2 separate regions of the Sus scrofa genome follow, and region 1 is linked to region 2. A link is a contact called in public HiChIP or PLAC-seq data. All regions are on one chromosome and are shown on one strand. Each heading gives the region's core, a stretch centred on a gene start, on an enhancer-like site or on the middle of the called end of the contact. The rest is flanking DNA. Distances are from core to core; before and after follow the strand shown.

What was found. HiChIP or PLAC-seq counts read pairs in DNA pulled down with a chosen protein or histone mark.
Region 1: an H3K27ac HiChIP or PLAC-seq map of alveolar macrophages shows a contact between it and region 2. The contact joins the enhancer-like site here to the promoter of ZNF277 in region 2. A contact is called at or near these places in 1 of 5 promoter capture datasets (liver), 5 of 47 Hi-C or Micro-C datasets (embryonic fibroblasts, heart right ventricle, liver and 1 more) and 2 of 2 datasets of contacts at active chromatin or transcription factors (alveolar macrophages and skeletal muscle).

Annotation. Positions count from the first base shown.
Region 1 is chr18:33,540,247-33,546,396 of Sscrofa11.1, reverse strand. The region is part of intron 1 of DOCK4 (dedicator of cytokinesis protein 4); the gene reads right to left. Among named protein-coding and RNA genes, the nearest start is that of DOCK4, 120 kb to the right of the region's middle. Within about 2 kb of position 2,201, at least 10 of the 83 cell types and tissues checked have an H3K27ac peak or open chromatin away from gene starts, as enhancers often do. A contact at or near this core is called in alveolar macrophages and liver, where this site is marked.
Region 2 is chr18:33,420,031-33,425,670 of Sscrofa11.1, reverse strand. ZNF277 (zinc finger protein 277) reads left to right here and starts at 2,656. Exons shown (of 12, transcript XM_021079287.1): 1 at 2,656-2,785. DOCK4 (dedicator of cytokinesis protein 4) reads right to left here and starts at 2,472. Exons shown (of 54, transcript XM_021079277.1): 1 at 2,068-2,472. The coding sequence starts at 2,104.

The DNA.
Region 1 (6,150 bases), core at 952-3,451, 120 kb before region 2:
ATGCCCTCTGTTTCACATTCTACCCCATTTCTCTCAATATATACTGCTCCCACCTATATCTAAAACCACTAGAGCTGGTAGGTTTTCGAGCATGAAATAGTCTACAACTGCTCAGGACATCTTCCTATTAAGTCTCTCCCACTATGATTACTATGAGCAAAGGATTATGATTAACAGTTTTATCATCGGGGAGAAACTAGAGCTCCAAGCAGGGCACAGCATGACATGGTGATTCAGGGATAGTATATCTGAGAAGGCAAGATTGCTGCGGATTATCAAAGGAAAGAGACTGAAGAGTTTGTCAGATTATTAGCGAGAAAAAAATGCTGTCACATAGATCCACCGTCTTCCCCAAAGATGATATGGTCAAACAGCAGATACACGCTGCTGTCACTCGACTATGGCTACGTGAGCCACCTGAGAAGAGGCTATGGATGGTCCAGGGTGAGGATGAATGCAGGCGCTCACACATCATGCACCTGCTTTCCCGCAGACTCCAGGTCTCTGCTCTTAACTCCTGTCGTTACCATCGTTATATTATACAGCGTTATACAAGATGACTACCAGGCAAGAAGCGTGAAGTAAAGGAAAACACTTCCTAAAAATTATACAAATAAAAAAAACAAAACAAAACTGCACATGTACAAACTGAGGGACACTTGACTTATTTGCACTGTGTGTAGGCAGACACCCTAGAAAGTCTGCCTGTCTAAGGGTTCAGTGTGAGGCAATGGTTTTCTGTGGGAGTGTATTTACCCCAAAAACAAACACATGATCTCATGTAATCCTTGGGCCACTATGAGAATTACAGTATCCAGTATGAGAGCCATTAAAAATCCCATTGCATCCTGCTTGTAAGTTACATGACATGTGACACGGCCTTTTAAATTTTGGCCATTCTCAGCAGTAACGAACCCAACTAGTACCCATGAGGATGCGGGTTTGATCCCTGGCCTCACTCAGTGGGTTACGGATGCAGTGTTGCCATGAGCTGTGTGGTGTAGGTCGCAGACACAGCTCAGATCCTGCGTTGCTCTGGCTATGGTGTAGATTGGCAGCTACAGCTCTGATTCAACCCTTAGCCTGGGAACTTCAATATGCTGTGGGTGTGGCCCTAAAAAGACACAGAAAAAAAAAAAAAAAATTGGCCATAACACATTCAAGGGCACTGGCAAACCTCAGCAACCCCAGAGCTGAACGGAGACAGAGAGGGGTCTGGAGCCCTTGTCCCACAAAGTATGAAAGAAGGAACTGAAAACTTAAAGGCTACAAAGGAGAAAATACTTGAAGAGCTGAGAGAGAGATAAGCTTGGTTAAGTTAATTAATGTCTCTGCTTTAGTTTCCTAATTTGCAATACAAAAATCATAAGGCTGTTGTAAAGATTAAATAAATTAAGACAAATACAACAACAGTGCCTAGCGTGTCACTGATCTCAGCAAGTGCTGGCTCTCGTTAATAACATCTTCTTCATTATTTTCTAGAGCCTCCAGAGGGCAGAATAAGGAGCAATGGGGAAATGCTGAAGGAAAGTAAAAATGGAATATTAACTATAAATCCTACTTTCCTATTTTGGAGATCCCTGTGCTTCGTTTTAATGTAATCAAATTGCAGTTACTTCAGATTTAAACTCTTACACTTCTTTAGTTTTCTAACTTAAATTTCTATCAAAAGAACCAAATTTAGAGCAATTGCTTTAGTAAACATTATTTACATTTAAAAAAGAGTAAGTACTCTATCTTACATATTAGGTAAATATAGATCATTAAACACTTTTTAAAGTAGGATTTTCGGATAAAATAAGGGATGCCCAGCTAAACATGAATTTCAGGGGGAAAAAAAAGGAGTAAGTTTTTAGTATAAGAAGGTCCCCCAAATTGCATGGGAAATCTACTTTTGCTAAAAAATGTTTTCGTTGTTTACCTAAAATTAAAATTTAACTGGGTGTCCTGTATTTTTATTTGCTAAATCTGGCAACTTTACTTAAATGTGCACAAAACTCAAAGTAACTGAAAATGTTTTTTAAACAAAAAATTTAAAGATCCCTTTACATTTAGAAGGTTCACTAACATGGATAGGGAAATGCTATGTATCTGTTACTTTTTGTTTTAAACAACATTTCAGAAATTTTTCCTCCATGACACATCCTTCAGTCATATCTCAGATTTCCGGTGCCAGCTTAAACTGCTCAAGAGGAGGTTATGATCAGCCATGCACATTTGGCAACTTGTAGAACCATCACTTCCCATGTGGCTAAAGGAAGACAGACCTGGTGGGAGATTTTTGTTTTCATTTCTGTTAGGCACAGATAACACAAATCCTCTGCTCCAGGAATATTTACACAGCCAAAATATACAAATATTTGAAATGTCCATTGTCAAAGAACATTTTGCTCAAGCTCTACAAACAAGCCACCATCACCTGAATACTACACACTGGTAACAGGATGGAGACAGTAAGATACTTTGCTGTTTCAACAACATTTATATCTATGTCACTAAAAATTTATATTGTGCGATCTGTGGGATACGAGAAATGAAAAAGATTTAAGCTCCTGTTCTAGCTAGTGTTCAACAATATAAAAGACATTTTTAAAGAATAAAAATAACTGTGGAGGTCCATTACTGGAGGGTCTGCCAAGTGGTCCCTAGACCATGGATGAGAGGGCACCATCTGATGAGATAAGGGTAAAACCAGTAACAAAATTGCTGCGGTGTTAAAGGGAGTGGGGGTGCTGCTAAAAGCCTACGAAAGAAGAAGTGAAACAGGAAAAAGGAACCCCAAGTCAGAAGAATGCAAGTCCAGTGGATAATTCAAGGAAGCAGTGGGGTTGGAGGAGCCTGGCAGAATGCGGGCCGGCTGTGTTAACGTGACTCAGTTTCGGTATGACTGCTGCTTCTCAAAGTTATAGGGAACAAACAAGACAATCCTTGTGAAAATATTCTGCACATTACAAAGTCTTTAGGAGATGCTGGTCATTGAGGTCATGTATCAGGATGGCTTGAACCCAACACTCAAGTTGACGGCAGAGCCCTAAGAAGTCCAAGATGGAAAGCGCCAATGGGAGTTTTCCTTCTGTTCTGCAGAATGGACCAGGGAGACAAAGAACACGAAACAATGTTCTGCAAGTGGAACTCTTCTAGAGGGTCCCCTGGAAGGAATTCATTCTATCTTCATGGTCTTTGAGACTTTTTTTTTCAATCCCTTTTTTATTTGATGTATTTTATCAGCTACCTCAAATGTTTTCTAGACTGTATCGAGAAAACCAAAATGTTTGTCGCTCCAGTTTCTGACACAGTTCTCCTCACACAGCTGATGTTTAACACAGGTCTATTAAATTACAGGTTTATGTAATGCTTCTTCCCATTAAAGGACCAAAAAGGAAGATGGCAACGGGGAACTTGGGACTCAAGAATGAAAAGAGGGGAAACCACCCGAGGTGTCATAATGCACAAGCATCAAGACCCAAGGAGGCAGATCACAGGGTAATGTGGCACATGGCATCATGCTCAAGGGTACAGCCTCTACAGGGACACAGACTTGAGCTGGAGCCCTGCTCTGCTTCTTACAGCCACGTGACAAACTAGGCAGGCTGCTCATCCTTTCTGGGCCTCAGCATCCTCGTGCATCCAATGGTGTTGGAGGAACACTCTCTGCAGAGAGTTGTGGGAATTAAAGGAGATTCCTACCCATATAGAGTCCCTGTCACAGTGCCCAGCATGGAATACAGCCTCAATAAATGATAAAATACTGAAAACTGACAAACTTCCTTTAAAAAACCTATGTCATGACTAAGGTGAAACATCTATGCCAAGAGAACCATGCTTTGTGGGATCTCGAAAATAGGATATTTTACCCTGAAATTCCCCTAAATTGTAATGTCAGCAGAGAAAATAATAACCATCACCACACCCTGATCTGTGGGTCTGGAAGACTGAGAACATGCTAGGTAGGCATTCGTTATTCCACAGTGATGATGGGAACAAAACAATGGTTAGAAATAGGGGCAGTGGTTTCTGTGGTTAGAAAAACTACCTTTTTTTTTTTTTTATTTAAATCTCTACTGGGGGATGACAACATTGGAAAGCCCTCAGCAGGCTGGGATTTCCCATCAAATCAAACATCCTAATTGTAGTTTATTACAAAACAATTTTTTCTTACTCTAAGATGCTGAAAAAGCCTAAGGAGAATGTACTGCTAAGTTATACCCGTAGCTAACAGAGACAGTGAGGCACCTACAGAGAGTGGCAACTCCACCTCTCTCCTAATTAAATTATATTACATTTAATACATTTAAGGGTTTATTACGAAAGAGAGCAAGCGAGCGAGCACGTTAAGGGAGAGAAGGATACTAATCACCACATCCCTTACTGAGACATTTCATATCAAAACTACATGAGACGGGTAGTGCTTTTCTTGCGTTCAAAAAAATACATAATTTTGTAAACATGCTAAAATCCTATCCATGCGATTTAGTTAAAAATAAATTTTGAAGAAAATACGATTTATTGTAGAACATATTTAAATTTAAAAACACTATTACTTTTAATTCATTATGGAGATTGTGAATTTAAAGTCCATTGGGTCTGCTTTGTGAACAAATTAAGCATACTTGAAATTAGCACTAATTATAATTAGCACTGATTATATTCCCAATCAAATGTTCTAATTTTTATGATGTACTTTTTTCAGTAGGTTCTTAACACTAATTTTTTTGACAAAGTCTTTCTCTATTAATTGCACTAAAGTGAGTTTCAATACATCTAGGGCAAAATAATTAGGAATTAGCAGGATTTTATATTACTATGATTTGAAAGTAACTGACAATAATTTTATTTGATATTTGATTACATCACAATTTCTCAAGCTTTCATATTTATCATCTCCACTGGTTACATTCACAAAGTACCCAGAGACTAGGCAATTTGCCCCTGTTGTTCTGTAAGATTAGAATCTGAAAAGCTAGAGTTACTAGCATAGTGCATGACCCAGTTAGTGTAACAAAATGAATTAACCTCTGTTTCCTAGAGGTTTACCTTTACATACTGTGGTTAACCTCTTACTCCCAGAAGTCAAATTTCTGACAACATCAAGGATTCTTTTGAGAACAAATTGTATAGAGGAAAATAAAAGAAATTCACCAAGTATCCAAAGTAGCCATGAAAATGCTTCACTTCCCAGGAGAAGGCCTTAAGTCCACATCTAGAATTCATTTATCCTTACCTAAAACTGGGTTATCTGTGGTACAGAATGAGCAAGTTCAAAGTTAGGATTGTTGGCAGGGTTCTCAAAGGTACAAATAAAAACTGTACATAACAGAAAACCCTGTTGCAAACTCTTATCAATGACCCTGGTTATTATGATAAAGCAGATCGCTGTTTAGCAAACTCTTTCCTTCCTCACCTCCACGAAAGAGGTATTGTAACTCCCTGTGCTACTGATATTAGGCTCAGTCACTAACTGACCTACTTTGACCAATGAAATGGAATCAGATGTGATACAAGGAGACTTGAAACATGCTTGTGAAGTTATTTTGTATCTCTGCCATCACCATAAGAAAAATTTTCCTTGGTTGGATGCCCCTTCAGATTGGGCCCAAGACTAAACCCAATCCAAGTAAGATCAAAAGCTCAGGAAAGCCTGCAACATAGCTTACAATAACCCCAGCCAATCAGCATCCAGAGGAATGAGAATGAATGTAAATTATTTTTAAGCCACTGGCTTGTGGGATTATTTGTTATGTAACAATAGCTGTCTGGTGCAGTCATAGAGAAAAGGTTAAAAGATGTTTAAATTGCCTCTGTTTAAGCCAGTTACATTTTTTAGTAAAATTTAGTAAATTTTTATGAAATTTAGTAAAATTTCATAGCTTATCAGAAGCTATGAAAAAAAATTTTTCTTTTTTCTTGGTCATTTTTTGCTATTTCTTGGGCCATTCCCGTGGCATATGGAGGTTCCCAGGCTAGGGGTTGAATCAGAGCTGCAGCCACCGGCCTATCCAGAGCCATAGCAACGCTGGATCCGAGCCGCATCTGCGACCTACACCACAGCTCATGGCAACGCCAGGTCCTTAACCCACTGAGCAAGGGCAGGGACGGAACCCGCAACCTCATGGTTCCTAGTCGGATTCATTAACCACTGCGCCACGACGG
Region 2 (5,640 bases), core at 1,407-3,906:
TGTAATATAGTAAAAGATGACACACACAGTGCTCTATGTGTGATATTGTATAAATGAGCACAATGGACCCCTCTCTGCTCTCATCTCACTAAACCTCCTTTTCCCAAGTGTGTGCTCACCCTTCTACCTCCTCCAACCTCCTCTGCAACCAAATCACAACCACCCAAAGGCGAGGTGTCGGCTGCAGCCCAAAACATTTGACTGATAACATCCGGTTTGCCATTCCAGGAAATCCCACAGTGTGTCTTAAGCCTCTGCCCACAGCTTGCAAAGAAAGGCGAGAGAAGAACTAATCAATACAAGCACCCCAGCTGTGACCTGGCACATAAAGAAATCAAGAAAATAAATCCCCTCCATAATCTGTATAATTTAACACTTGGAAGAAAGCAACATCTGGGATGAACTCCAAACGGGACAGTGTTGCTTGATGTCTGTGCTTCCTGCACTGGATGTTAAGCCTGGTGACAAGGGAACTCGGTTCCTCACCAGTTCAGCTAAGGCAATGTCTCTCCCATGCAAGGGCTAATCTATCCCAAAAAGGGGGCGAGTGAAGAGAAGGAAATGTCTATGCTTTGCCAGTACAGTGCCTGGCAAAGACTCCCCTTAACGCTTCAAAGACAGGGAAAGCTGGAACCCCCTCCCAAAGATGGGTCCTGGACAAACTATTGTCTTGCCAACCAGTCAAAATCCAGAATGAAAGCTAATGTAATATAGGAGATTGACTTTGTTTAATTACACAGTCCTTTCAGAGGACTCCAAAATCCTATCCCTTGGCTAAGTTGAAAAAAAATAATAATAATCTTATGACTATGACTCCCTGGAAAGGCTTTCCAGATTTTTTAAATCATAGAAAAATGAATTTAGAACATAAGCAGATACCTACACATTATCTAAGTCACTAGATCTATACTCAATTTATTTAAAAAAAAAAGTCCACCAATCAGCAGGACAGGGCATTATAGGAAATAAAGATTGTTAGTAAAATCCATAACGCTTTCTCTCTGTTAAATCTTTTGAGAGGTTATAATTGCATTTGGCTGCTACAAGCTTGTCAGAGAGCCTGGCTTCTTAATAGTCACTACCCTAAAAGGAGTAACTGTCAAGGGGCGACCCAGCTGAAATCAAACAACAAAAACGGGAACTGTAATCGGCCTGAAATGGGAGGAGGGAAAGGAAGGGAGACTCCTGTATTCATCCGTCAACATTAATGTCCTTTGTTGTTCACCTTTGCACAGAACGGCGAGCGTTACCCTGTTCCTTCTCCTCCAAACACCAGTGTCAGGGTAGTCCTTCCCCAAAAGCCGTCTCCGTGCCTCTAAGACCCAAGCTTTCCGATTCCCTCTCCCCATTATCGCTCCACAGCTGTCCTCCATCACCACCCCCACCGGCTCACCCCGGGCAGAGAGGGTGATCAGAAGTAAAAACATTGCTGAAATACCGGTTCCCCTCCAAAGACCAAAGAGCAGAGCGACGCAGATGTTGAAATTTACCAATCCCCCCCGCCCGTCAACACACACACAGGGTAACCCGGGATGAGAGTCCCCGGCCGGACTCTGTCTGACCGTCTCTTTTGAGGACGGTGCCACATTCCGCACTCTGGGAATGCTGAAGGGAGGCAGAGGGAAGGTTCTGCGCCTCCCTTCTGTTTTGGGGCTGTTCACTTAGCGCGATTGTTGTTGTCTCCCTCTCCACCCGGGAAATCGTTACAGCCCTTGCCGCCTTGGGGAAAGGTAGCAGCTGGAGAGGAACGCGGTTCGCTCTCCTCTTGCAACTTGACACACACACGCCCCGTCGCCACTACAAACTCCGCAGGCAGAGCCTGCAGCGGGCGGGCTGGTCGCGCGCTCCCCCCAGCCGCTGCCCGGAGCGCCCATCAGACGCTGAGCGGCGAGACCCCAGAGCGCACCCCTCTGCCCGGAGCTGGCTGGGTAAAGCCCCGAACCCGCAGCGCGATGCCAGGATGAGGCATTTCCAGCCGGGAGAAGAGAGAGTCGCCAGGGCAAGGACGCGAAATACGCACCCGCTCCGGCCAGAGCGGAATAAAAAGTTCGCCCCGCGGAGACTCACCCACGCCGTATTTCTCGTGCTCTGTAGGTATCCACATGGCTAAAGAGGGGTTCGGGGTCTTCGGGCTTTGTAATCCCCTCACCCCTTCTCCAGCTCACAACAATGCACAGCTCCGGAGTAGCGTCTGCAGCGCTGGAGCCCGGCGGCTCCGCGCGGGCTGCGGGCGCTGGGCAGGGTCTGCACTGGAAGCTCGCGAGTCCGAGGTTGACACCGCGCGGCCGAGGCTGCGCCGCCCGCCGCTCTCCAGGCGGCGGCTGCTCACAGTCCTCCGACGCGCTCCCGGGAACCCAGCGGCGCAGTCATTGTTCTGATTCACTGAACTAAGCGAACACGCCGGGGCACTCTCGGGCGCACCCCCGCCCGCCAGCGCCTCTTCCAGCCCTCCCTGCCCAGAGCCTGCGCAGCACACTGGGAATTGTAGTTCTGGGTCTCTCCATCCCGGAAGGGGGCGTGGCACTAGCATGTAGGGCGGGGTTATGTTCTGATCGTCACGTCCTATTGGCCCAGAACGTGACGGCACGGCGTGGGAGTGGAGGAAACGCCGCGTCGATGGGGACTTCGTTTCTAGGCGCGTTTCCATTGGTTGCGCTCCTGCCCGTGACCCTCCCTTTTTTCTTCAGCCGCGTAATGGCTGCTCCCAAGACCCAGGGGGCTGCTCCCCAAAAGGAGGAAGACGGTGATGGCAGCAGCGGCGGAGCCGGAGTTTTCACTTATGAGGGTGAGTACAGTACCTCTGAGGTGCAAGTGGTTTATTTTCCTTTTTCTCCCACCTAGAGTGCAGCTGACTGCGGGGCGGACCCCAGCTCTAAGGCCACCTGGGGGCGCGAAGGGGCCACATGAGGGGCCCCGAGGGACATGGTGGGGTGGGCGGCGGCAACTTGAAGGGGTCTTTCTGAGAAGGAAGAGAAAATGGGATGGAATGGCTTTTCCGAAGCCAAGGAAGTTCTCTGAGCGTTTATCCTGCCTTTGGAGCTCGCACCTTTGCGCTCTCTGCCGAGTGAGTGGGCGTGGGTCAGGTCAGGTTCCGGCCTGTGTGCTGTTAACTCTGGGATTAGCAGCGTTTTCTTCGCCAGTACCCTACCCCCGCTTCGATTTGCTTGCTTTGGCCTCTGAAGATAAGTTTTATTTGGGTTCGGGCGGATTTCCAGTTGCAGACTGGTCGCTGCCTTGCACGCCCCAGATTTTCTCAGTGGCTGGCTCGTGCAGCCTCTGAAGGGAGAGTGTGTGGCTCTCAGAGCTTCTCCCGTTGCTCATTGACTGCCCTTGGCATTCTCCGGGATTGGTGGAGCTGGGTCCTTGGAGCAAGAGGAAAGAAGCGGCAATTGGCTCTCGTGGCTTGAGAGAAAATCTTCACAGCTTCTTTGGCTTTACCTAACTTTCAAGTTGTCCTTTTATCCGGTGCAGAGGGCAAAAAAATCAAACTTTGAAAGCTGCTGGGGGATTATCTTTAGAATTCCTAGCCCAATTCTTTTACCTTTAATCTATATATTTATCCCCCACCTGACTCCCTTCTTTTTTGATTTGATATGTAACTTAACACAGCTAGTTGTCTTTTTCTAATGGACATGGTTTGGAGCTTCATTTTAGTTCTCCATCCTTATTGCGGTTTTGTAAAATTTCTTTCTTTGCTTTTGCATTCGTGGTTAAATTGACATTTTTGTCTTAGCACACAGACTGTGCTATGTCTTCCCACTTCCCATCCTAGTGGAACCTCCTACCTCTGAAATTATTTCAGCACTTCTGCCAAAGAAATCTTTGGTAAGCTCCGTACTTAAATATTGAGTTATATCCACATCCTAAACAATTCATTCCAGGGTTGGCCATATAGTCAGATCTTATCTAACAGTAACATACTCTTAAGGTTTTCCAGCTTCTCAAAATTCCAGAGGGTTACGTGTTTGAACATTTGAAGGTGGAATCCTTTGTAAATTGATCTCATAGATTAACTCATAAAGAAGAAAATGGTGTGCCTTTCAAAAACATTGTAAAACTTTTAAATATCATTACTTGTTTTTAAATTATAAAACTTTTCATTATAAACTGTTCAAACTGTTCAGAAATGTGTATGGTAAAAAACTGCAACATTTCAAAGTTTCCCCATCACACACAGTCCCATTCCCAAAGTAACAACTTTTACAGGTTTGGTGTGTGTTCTAATATATGGCTGTGTGACACACATCTGTATAGTTTTGGGGGTTTTTTTTAAATAAAAAGGGCTCATTCCGTGTAAGCATAAAGATCTGTCACCTTCTTTCTCACAATGATCTGTTAGAGACATTCTTCTACATCAGTACATTTATTGATTCATTCTTTTCAAGGACTATGCCCGTAGTATTCCATAGTATGGACATACCCTACTTCAGCTTTTCCTCTGTTAATGAACGTATACTGTAGCTTTAGTTTTTCAGTAATGTAGCGAACAACTTCACATACATGCTTGTTCACCAGGTGTGTATTTCTTGAGGAATTGGGTCAAAGATGACACACATTTAAAATTGTGGTAGATATCAGATTTTCCTCTTAAAGAGTGTATATAAACATTCCTACCAGTAGTCATATGAATATTCTTTTCTCCATATACTTACCAAACTGTGATGACCAGCATTAATTCAGGATGAATTTTTAGATAACTATTAGATTGAATTGAGTAACTGATAGGAAGCGTAATTTTAGGTTCCAATTTTACAACGAAGATATTGAGCAGCAGAACTGCCTAGTAGTCTCACTGATTTGTAGCAGTCAATGGAAGTTTAATGGTTGATTTTTATGTTGTTTTTATATGTGTTAAGGTTGTCATTAAAAATTCTCTTCAGAGTTCCCGTTGTGGCGCAGCGGAAACGAATCTGACTAGTAACCATGAGGTTGCGGGTTCGATCCCTGGCCTTGCTCAGTGGGTTAGGGATCTGGCATTGCCATGAGCTGTGGTGTAGGTTGCAGACGTGGCTCGGACCCTGCGTTGCTGTGGCTCTGGTGTAGGCCGGCAGCATGGCTCTGATTCAGTGCCTAGCCTGGGAACCTCCATATGCCATATGCTGTGGGTGCAGCCCTAAAAAGCAAAAAAAAAAAAAAAAAAAAAAATCTCTTAATAACCTGTTTATTATCCTGTGACTTTACCAACATTCTTTTACAAGCCTGCAAAGTGTGATACAGGTTTTGGTGGAAATAATGTAGATTCATATTTTTCTGTTAAAGCAACTACTTCAGTTATCAAAAATGTCTTCCCCTATAAAATCACTGATTTCTTGAAAAATGCCTCTTTTAACAGGTTTCTCTCTAATTAAAATATCAATCTGTGTATTTATATTATGAAACAGAAGGGACTAGGGAGTCTTTTTATAGGAATCCTTGCAATTCTACAAATTTCTGCTAGAATGAGTCACTGGGTAGTATGCATGCAGGTTCAGCACCTTCCCTGAGGTCTGTGTGTCATACTTCCTGAGGCACCATCTCTTTCCAGGGAAGGCCCTAATCTTCCACAACACTGCTTTCCAACCATTTGAACAGTAACTAGCATTTCATATTGTCCCCTAAAATTAAGAACAGGTAATAAACCTTCCAATAGTTCTCACACTT